Linked DNA regions of Zea mays: region 1 is linked to region 2. A link is a contact called in public Hi-C data. All regions are on one chromosome and are shown on one strand. Each heading gives the region's core, a stretch centred on a gene start, on an enhancer-like site or on the middle of the called end of the contact. The rest is flanking DNA. Distances are from core to core; before and after follow the strand shown.

Region 1 (3,922 bases), core at 1,340-3,839, 240 kb after region 2:
AGATTAAAATTTAGTCCTACCATGTTTGGTTATATGAACTAAAACTATTCAAAACACATTAAATAAATCATAAGAGTACTAAAATACTCCTTAACATTTTCCCCCATTTGTGCAACTGAAATAAAGGAGGACAAAAAGTGAAATTTATATGGTTTAGTCCATTTTATTCATTCCTTGAGGGAATAGAGACTAAAACAGTTTAGTCCATGTTTTAGTCCCACTGTTTGACAATTTAAGGACTAAATGAGACTAAAATAAAGAGACTAAATTTTAGTCCCTCAAATCAAACGTGGCCTAAATTGTTACAAAGAGAAGTATTTGAGGGTTTGTCACATAATCTAGCTACAGCGCTTGTGCTCGCTAGTGAGGATCTCCATCTTTGAACTGAGTTTTTAGATTGAGGTCATTTTTACTCACGCCCCGTTTGGATCACTGGAATTGAATTCCATTCTAATAATAGTAATTTAGGCATATATCAATTAAGCTAATGCACTTTTATACAAAATATATTTGTATACTATTATTAGCAAGATGTCGTAGATATTTATGTGCTACATTTTTACTATAGAGGAGTAGAACAAAGAGTGTCATGTAAGTTACAGATTAGAAACAAATTCTAATCATGCATAAAATCATTTCCTATCCTCCACCCTATGAATTTGAGATAGCCTTATATCTGAACTTTAGAAAGTGGTGGAATGCCAAATTCTAAACTAAATAAGTTACTTTGTTGAGTGAATTCTAATTCCTTTAAAATGAAGGGATCCAAACGCCCCGTCAATGTAAAGGCGCCGAATGTGTGTTCGTTGGTTTGTGCGGGTTCTCACTGTTTCTTCTCTTCTTAATCTAATGATACAACTCTCTCGCGTGTTCAAGAAAGAAAAAAAAGATAATATGTCATCCAATATTTATATGTCCTCTGATGATACGTAATAATCATCAACTCAAACAGATGTTTTGAACTCCAAAAGCAGCCTGGTGCCCTGGTTAGGGTATGCTGACCTGGAACAAAAGAAGAAGCCCCAGCAGTCCTACAGGTGCAGCAGCGAGAAGATTGTCGGCATATGCAAAAGCACTAGCAATCCCTGCATTCGGATAATATCTGTTATTAAACACCTTAAACACTCACCATCTTCTTCTATTGATATAAAAGTACATGTTAAGAGATGTTCTACTTACTAACTTTAGTGCTCACCAAGTATAGCGATTGGTAACCTATAGTCGGGGTCTGGGACAACAGTTGCTCTAGCCGTTGATTTCCTTCCAAGCTAGAAAGAAGGGTACTCAATCAAACAAGTTGCAAATTAAATTCACTTGTGAAGAATGAATTTGTAACGCAATTTCTACGTAGCAAACTTGCAATGAAGTCATGGTGGAAAATTTAGTTTTCCAGACCCTTTGTAGGAAAACTTGTACATTATCACTATGTGAAATTAGTTTAATGAACATGTATTGCATGTGTTTATATGGATACGAGGTTTCAAAAGGAGATGGGAAATATGCATGTCAGGTTAAGCATATTATAGAGTACATAGAAAAAACTCGGCTGGGAAGAGCCGATATTATATTAAAAAGAGACCGAAGCAATGGTCACAGTCGAGAAAATTCTCGAACCCTGGCCTCCCAACACTAACGGACTGGCGTCAAACGTCCACTCTGCAACGATTCAACCGGAGGGTGATGTATAGGACATCGTAACCCGATAGCAAATGGTGCACCGAGAGCATTTTTTAATGAAAAATTCGCCCCCGAGGGTAATCAAACCCGAGACTTAGAGGTGTTACTCGGAAGCCTTTAACCATTAGGCTAGATGCCCTTTCGCTACAGAGTACATAGAGCACCAGTGAGATCGAGATAATATGCAAAGCTAAGATAAGCTTAAAATTTCTGTTTTCTCCTTGAAATTTTGTCATGCACAGATCATCACTCATTTCCTTTGCTTTTATTTATGATATACTGTTAATAACAAGAAACTGAACATGATCATCACTTTTTTGTGTCACTGAACATCCTACATCATGCAAGGGACAATTTGAAGCAAATCACACTAGAATTGAAGAGGAGGTACTGAGAAATGGAGGCTGCACTGGGAAGTTTGCTGACCAACCATAGATACTATTGTCGTTCGTCGCTGCTGCTCCCGACAACGAACTCTACTCGTGTAACCCTTGCCTGGCATATTTAGAGTCATCAGTGATACACTAGCCGAAGTCACTCCGTACGGAACCACATCTCTAGCTGCAGGATTTAAAACAAACCAAATCGTAAGCTGCAAATGCATCCCAATCGAAATTATTTTTCTCTGGTCACCAAATACAACTTCTCTCACAGCATTAATCCTCATGATACGATACGATGAACACAGCTAGCAGATGCACAGGCTTTTGCCAGAAACGATAGCCATCAGCCCACCACCTAGTCATTGTTCCCAGAAAAAAAAAACACAGCCGGGGACCCTGAAGCTAAAATTTCCGTCGAAGCTGGAAACAGTACCAGGACGGCCGGCGAGGGTCGAGTCTAGTGAGGGAGGAGGAGATCTTGGAGGGAAGGAGCAGTTTACCTCTGGCCGGAGCTCCGAGGAAGAGGGGAGAGGATAACGAAAGAGTGGTCGCCATGGCTCCGCCGGCTCCTGCTCCCCGCACTCTACAGGCTACGGCTCCCCTTTGCGTCAAGCTCCTGTGCACATGTGAGCACATTAAATCCAGAGCTTCCTTTCCTCATCCAACGTCCAGCGCCATCAGAGTTCCCGGCAGGTTTCAGGCGGCGCGCGGGCGCTCTGCTGTCGTTGTCCTTCTAAACACTTGATAGAGATTGTGTAAATGTTTCCGGTCTTTTAGAAGCTGCACCAAATGCTGAAGTTAACTTTTTTATATTCCAGATTTCCAGCTATGACTCTATGAGGTGGATTGAACTTTATTCGATGAGAATTCAGTCATGCTTTCGTGATAGTATCTACATACACACAATGTTTTGTGATAGTTCTTAATATCTATGGTAAAATATACCCCCTCCGTCGACATGAGTTTGTTGTTTTGGGTTTGTCTAACTTTTTGCAAAAAAAATATTGGGTGTCACTTTACTAGATCCGCGTTGCAATTCCACCTGCCTGTCCAGTTATACTTGAGATAGCATCCTCTTTGCTTGCCCTCTTACTTATGCATCCTCATGTCATGTGGTCGATGCTATCGCATTCTTGAAAGCCTTTTCTTACCGTCCATCTACGTATATTGCTATTTCTACATTCGTTCCTTAACAGTCGATTACTTTGACGTCTCATTTCCCACTTGGATGCCAATGGCTGAACCCAATTTCAGAACATTATGTATCATTTTTTCTAGTTGTTTCTGTGGTTTTTCTTCCTATCCATACATCATCAATTTGCTCCCCCAATGTTGTTGGTTCATGTGCTCTTTTCAAAGTTTCGTTGGTACTTTGAGCTTTGGAAGATGCCGAGGTGGACAGAGAATGCTGCTTCCACCAAATCAGCTGAATTGGTGAAACAACAAGACCGTTTGGAGTTTGATGATCCTGATGAGATAGACGATGAGGAAGAAGTTGAGCATGAGGAAGAGGAAGTTGAGGAGGATGTCGAGTATGAAGAGCCATAGGGCGAGTATGAACAAATTGAAGTTGTATGTCAAGTTGATGCTAAACATTACAGTAAAATGGTGGATGCTGTTAGGGACGAGGATGGAAAAGAGAGTCATGCTGAACTTGTTTCTCTTCCTCCTCATGGATCCGAAGTTTATGTTGCGGCTTGTGGGCTTCTCCTCCCATGTATCTTCTAAAAAAACTCGGCTGAGAAGCGAAAGATCGTCCTCCCGATATTATATTAAGAGACCGAAATAATGATTTCGACCGAGAAAATTCCTGAACTTGGCCCCATCACTAACAGGACGGCGTCAACTGTCTGCTGTGCAAT
Region 2 (4,037 bases), core at 94-2,593:
TATACCCCAAGGTCCATGGAGTAGTACATAATTGTTTGACAAAAAAATTAAACAACTTCTGCTGACCCAACCAAAGAATAATGAATGTTAGCAAGTGGCAATTAAATAAAACAGTAAACCAACCAGTGACAGAATCTAGTGAAAGCGAAAGACAAATCAAGTAACACATAATGTCACCTTATGGCAGCACCAATAATCATAGGCAGCGCACTGAGCTGGAACGCACGGCGTCGCCCAATACCATCTGCGATGGAGCCGCTGAAGAGGCACCCAACAAAAGCTCCTCCCAAACAGATACTCACCACGAGCCCTGCACCCAACAGAAGCCCAAGCACAACATGAGCCTAATAATAAGTAAATAAACTGACCAAAACCACCACAATTAGCAGAAGAAGTGCACCGTACCTTCAGCAAGAGTGTTGCCGGCGAAGCCAAGGTCAGCGGAGATGACCTCCAAGGGCTCGTTCACCACCCTGCGTCATCACCATCAAGGCACCAAATGAGCACGACTTTCAGATGAGGGCAATAGAGCAATCAAAAGTGCTGAAAACGTGGGCGGAAGGCCACGCACCCGGAGTGGTATCCAAAGAGGAACGAGGTGAGCGTGGCGACACAGACATGCGGCAACGACATGCGCCACGACGGCCCCGCGCCGCTGCCGCCGCCGTCCGTCATTCTCACTGCAGACATGGAAATGGGAAAATGAAATGAGATTCAAATCTCACCATAAATTAACCGGTGGTAAGAGGAACCGGGGGAAACATGCGGCACGAACTTGGCGTCTCGACGTCGGGTTCCATGGCGGTTTCCCTGGACGGCACGCGCTTGTAGACGGAGGAGTTAAGCTTCCACCGCATCGCCGCTGATTCCACAGAGACCAATAAGCGATTAAGCGATTCGGCCGCAGAACCAGTGCACCATGGGGAAGGGATTGGAGGGTTCGGGAATGAGGACCCAGCTCGGGGGGTGAGAGATCTGGGCCGGTCCCAGGGGAGGAAGGTGAGCGACGTGGGAAGGAGGAGCCGAGGAGGGGGCGGGCGGGCGGGCGGGACGGTGTATTAATAGCGGCGGTTAAGTAAATTAATCGGGAGTGGGACTGTGGGAGGCTTGTTTACCTGGCCACCGCGTGCGCCTGCATCAGATCGCGCGGGGGAGGCGACGTGTCCGCCGTGCGTGCTAGTGTAAGTGAGGGCGGAGGCGGCGCCGGATCTGGGGAGGACGGAGGGGGGGTTGCTTCGGCGTTGGCCCGGGTGGGTTTGGTGACGGAGCACGTAGACCGAGTGGAGGTGGTGGAGCGGTGGAGGCCTGCCTGCCGAGCTGCTTGCGGTCGCGGAGATCGCGGGTGGGAGGTGGGGGAAGGCCGGAAGGGAAGCTTAAGGACGCCGTGCCGTGATGAGGTCGTGCTGCCAGGCCAACACGGGGGTGACACGCAGCAAGCCACCTTTGCTTTTGGAAGATACTACACTGCTGTCGTCTGTCGGTTCCTGCGGCAGGAGGAGCGCACGGTGGAGGGAAAGGCATTTGCGTGCTAGCCCTTGACATTATTGAATTTACAAGAGGCAGAAAAAAAGCTTACACCAATTGTTTCCAAACTTATTCTGTTGTTCAATAATCAATATCAATAATCATCAATAATCAATATAATCTATCACTTTAAATTTTGCAAAATTCAACCAACCAAATCACTCGCACACTCATAACCACCACTAAATCCACCAAACAAATTACATCTAGAATTAACACACATCAAAATGAATGGTTCATATCGCTAGATAACTTTATCTCATCTGCTCATTTAAATCCAATGAACAATAATATTTATATCACCTCTCATCACTCTCTCTGCGACCCGCTATCCTAGCCTCCTCTGTCTCATCTCACTCATGTCACCGCTGCTGTCGAACCATCCCTCACTGGAATCATAGTGTTAACACGTAATACATGCTAGTGTAAAATAACATCCGAGTCTTTGAACTCTTGAAATGTATTTTTCTAGGTTCCTTAAACTCATGTTGATATGGTATAAGATAAGACCCTCTTAGGACTATACTCATGTATACACGAAGATATACGGGAGGATATTTTACATGACATATAATATAACAGCACTATCGAAATTAGGGACGAGAGAAGAGGATTAGCTATATTCAAGAGCGACCCACGTGAATAAATGATGTATTGTACGGTGTAGCTTATACATAAAAAATCATTTTGTGACGGGTACATAAGAAGCATATATTAGCTCGAGGATTAGGACTATCATAAATCATAATCTCATCCAGATATAACAAGACCACAACCGCCATAAGGTCGATCTTAACATGCAACTAATTGCAGCCTTGTGGAATTAAAATAGGTTAAAACATAAATGTTCTTGGACGACTAAAAAACATTTATAGGCACATCATTCGTTGATGGCTAAAGTCTCTAGTAGTATATAAAGCATCAGTTTTTATGGTCGCTGTGCTTCCCATAATTAAATAGTAAAAGTTAAAATTATATATAAATTAAGATTCGAATCATAGTTGTTCATTCTAAACCCACATTCACATCGATCTCAACAGAACACACATGTCTCTATATTTGATATTCTATATTTATAAATGCATATGTAGCAATGTACGTGCACTTTGCTAGTATGCCACAAAATGCTGGTTTCTACTGTGGACGACACCGACCGACAACGTGGGTGAACTCGCGAACCGACCTGGCTTCAACGTCGGTTGGTTCAATCGGGCGAGATGGCCAGTCTAATTTATATCGATCGTTTTGAAGCTAAATCAGTCGGTACCGTCTAATGCGTTAGAGAATCAGTCGGTATCGATCTGAACCGGTTTATACTGACGACAGATTATTGCCACGTGTCGTCTTTTGATTGGTTTGCGTCGTTCTAACTGTTTGTTTTAAACGTCTATTTTTAAAGTCTTAGAATCCATCCTATAAATAGAGGTATGGATAAAAACAACGGGATCGGTCGAGATAACCCCTCTCGTTTTTATTTTCGCATTTTATTTCAGAAACGAGACCTTTGGGTAACGAAAATGAACCAAAACGGATAGAACAAATTGATAACGGATCGGAATCGGGCGTAAAAAGCGAAAACATCGTCGCACAGAGTATAAAAATAAAGTAGTATTGTGATTAATTGAAACTTCTCATCTAGGCATATTGAAACAACATATTGTAATATATATGGCTACCAAAAAATAATCATTTACTAGTTGAGTGCCCGTGCGTTGCAACGACACACAAACATATTTAATATCCATAAAATAAAAATAAAAATTAATATCAGAGTGAACATATAGTTCACATATCAGATATTAAACTAATAAGCACAAATATTACACCTTAGCTAAAAGGCCGAGAAATATTGCTCTCAAAAGCTTTTCAATATGATGTCGTGTTAGTACAACATCCTCAGTGTTACAGCAGCACTACATTGCCCGACGGTAGCAAATAGGGTAGCCTGAATAGCTGGCTCAAAGATTTCCTTGTAGAGCCTCTGAGATCGTATTGAAAAGCGCTTTTGCAGTCAGTACAGAGGAAGGTACCAACATAATCTGAGAAAGATAACTCATTATTAAGACATGTAGTACAAATGACACATACACTAATCTGAACTAATTGGATAGACAACAGAACTTCCTTACTTGCATCATATTTCCTCCAAGCATGTCAATGTTATCAAAGTCAATGACTGGACCAAAGCAACACATAAGTGGTTAGCAAGTGAGTTGATTTTTTTCAACAAAAGGTTAACATTTTAACACATGTACCTACAACTATGACAGGACTTGATGTCAGCTTATCAATTAAAGGAAGATTAGGGAACTGTAAATGTAATTCACAGGGATTGTCCAAATGCTTACTTGAGAGGAAGTGATCACATCTATGCCCATTCTAGTTGCAAGTCTGTACAAATGCTCTTCAAGATCAACGTTTGTAGCACTGCAATCAAGTAAGAATTTAGGACCCACAATAATCGATAAGGATATCCGCAACCGTTACCCCTAAATTTTTTCCCCTATATCACT

The links. A called contact is a pair of places that touch in the nucleus more often than the background predicts.
Region 1: a contact with region 2 is called in a Hi-C map of leaf, with 9 times the contacts expected there. The contact joins the promoter of LOC100277108 here to the promoter of LOC100282563 in region 2. A contact is called at or near these places in 11 of 25 Hi-C or Micro-C datasets (bundle sheath, ear, leaf and 3 more) and 1 of 3 datasets of contacts at active chromatin or transcription factors (seedling).

What each region holds. Positions count from the first base shown.
Region 1 is chr4:229,723,013-229,726,934 of Zm-B73-REFERENCE-NAM-5.0, forward strand. It overlaps LOC100277108, which reads right to left and starts at 2,590. Exons shown (of 8, transcript NM_001291689.1): 1 at 2,561-2,590; 2 at 2,108-2,238; 3 at 1,196-1,268; 4 at 1,003-1,085. The coding sequence starts at 2,191.
Region 2 is chr4:229,483,765-229,487,801 of Zm-B73-REFERENCE-NAM-5.0, forward strand. It overlaps LOC100282563 (metabolite transport protein csbC), which reads right to left and starts at 1,344. Exons shown (of 15, transcript NM_001155471.1): 1 at 1,116-1,344; 2 at 776-862; 3 at 572-680; 4 at 406-473; 5 at 178-310. The coding sequence starts at 857. It also overlaps the pseudogene LOC111591464.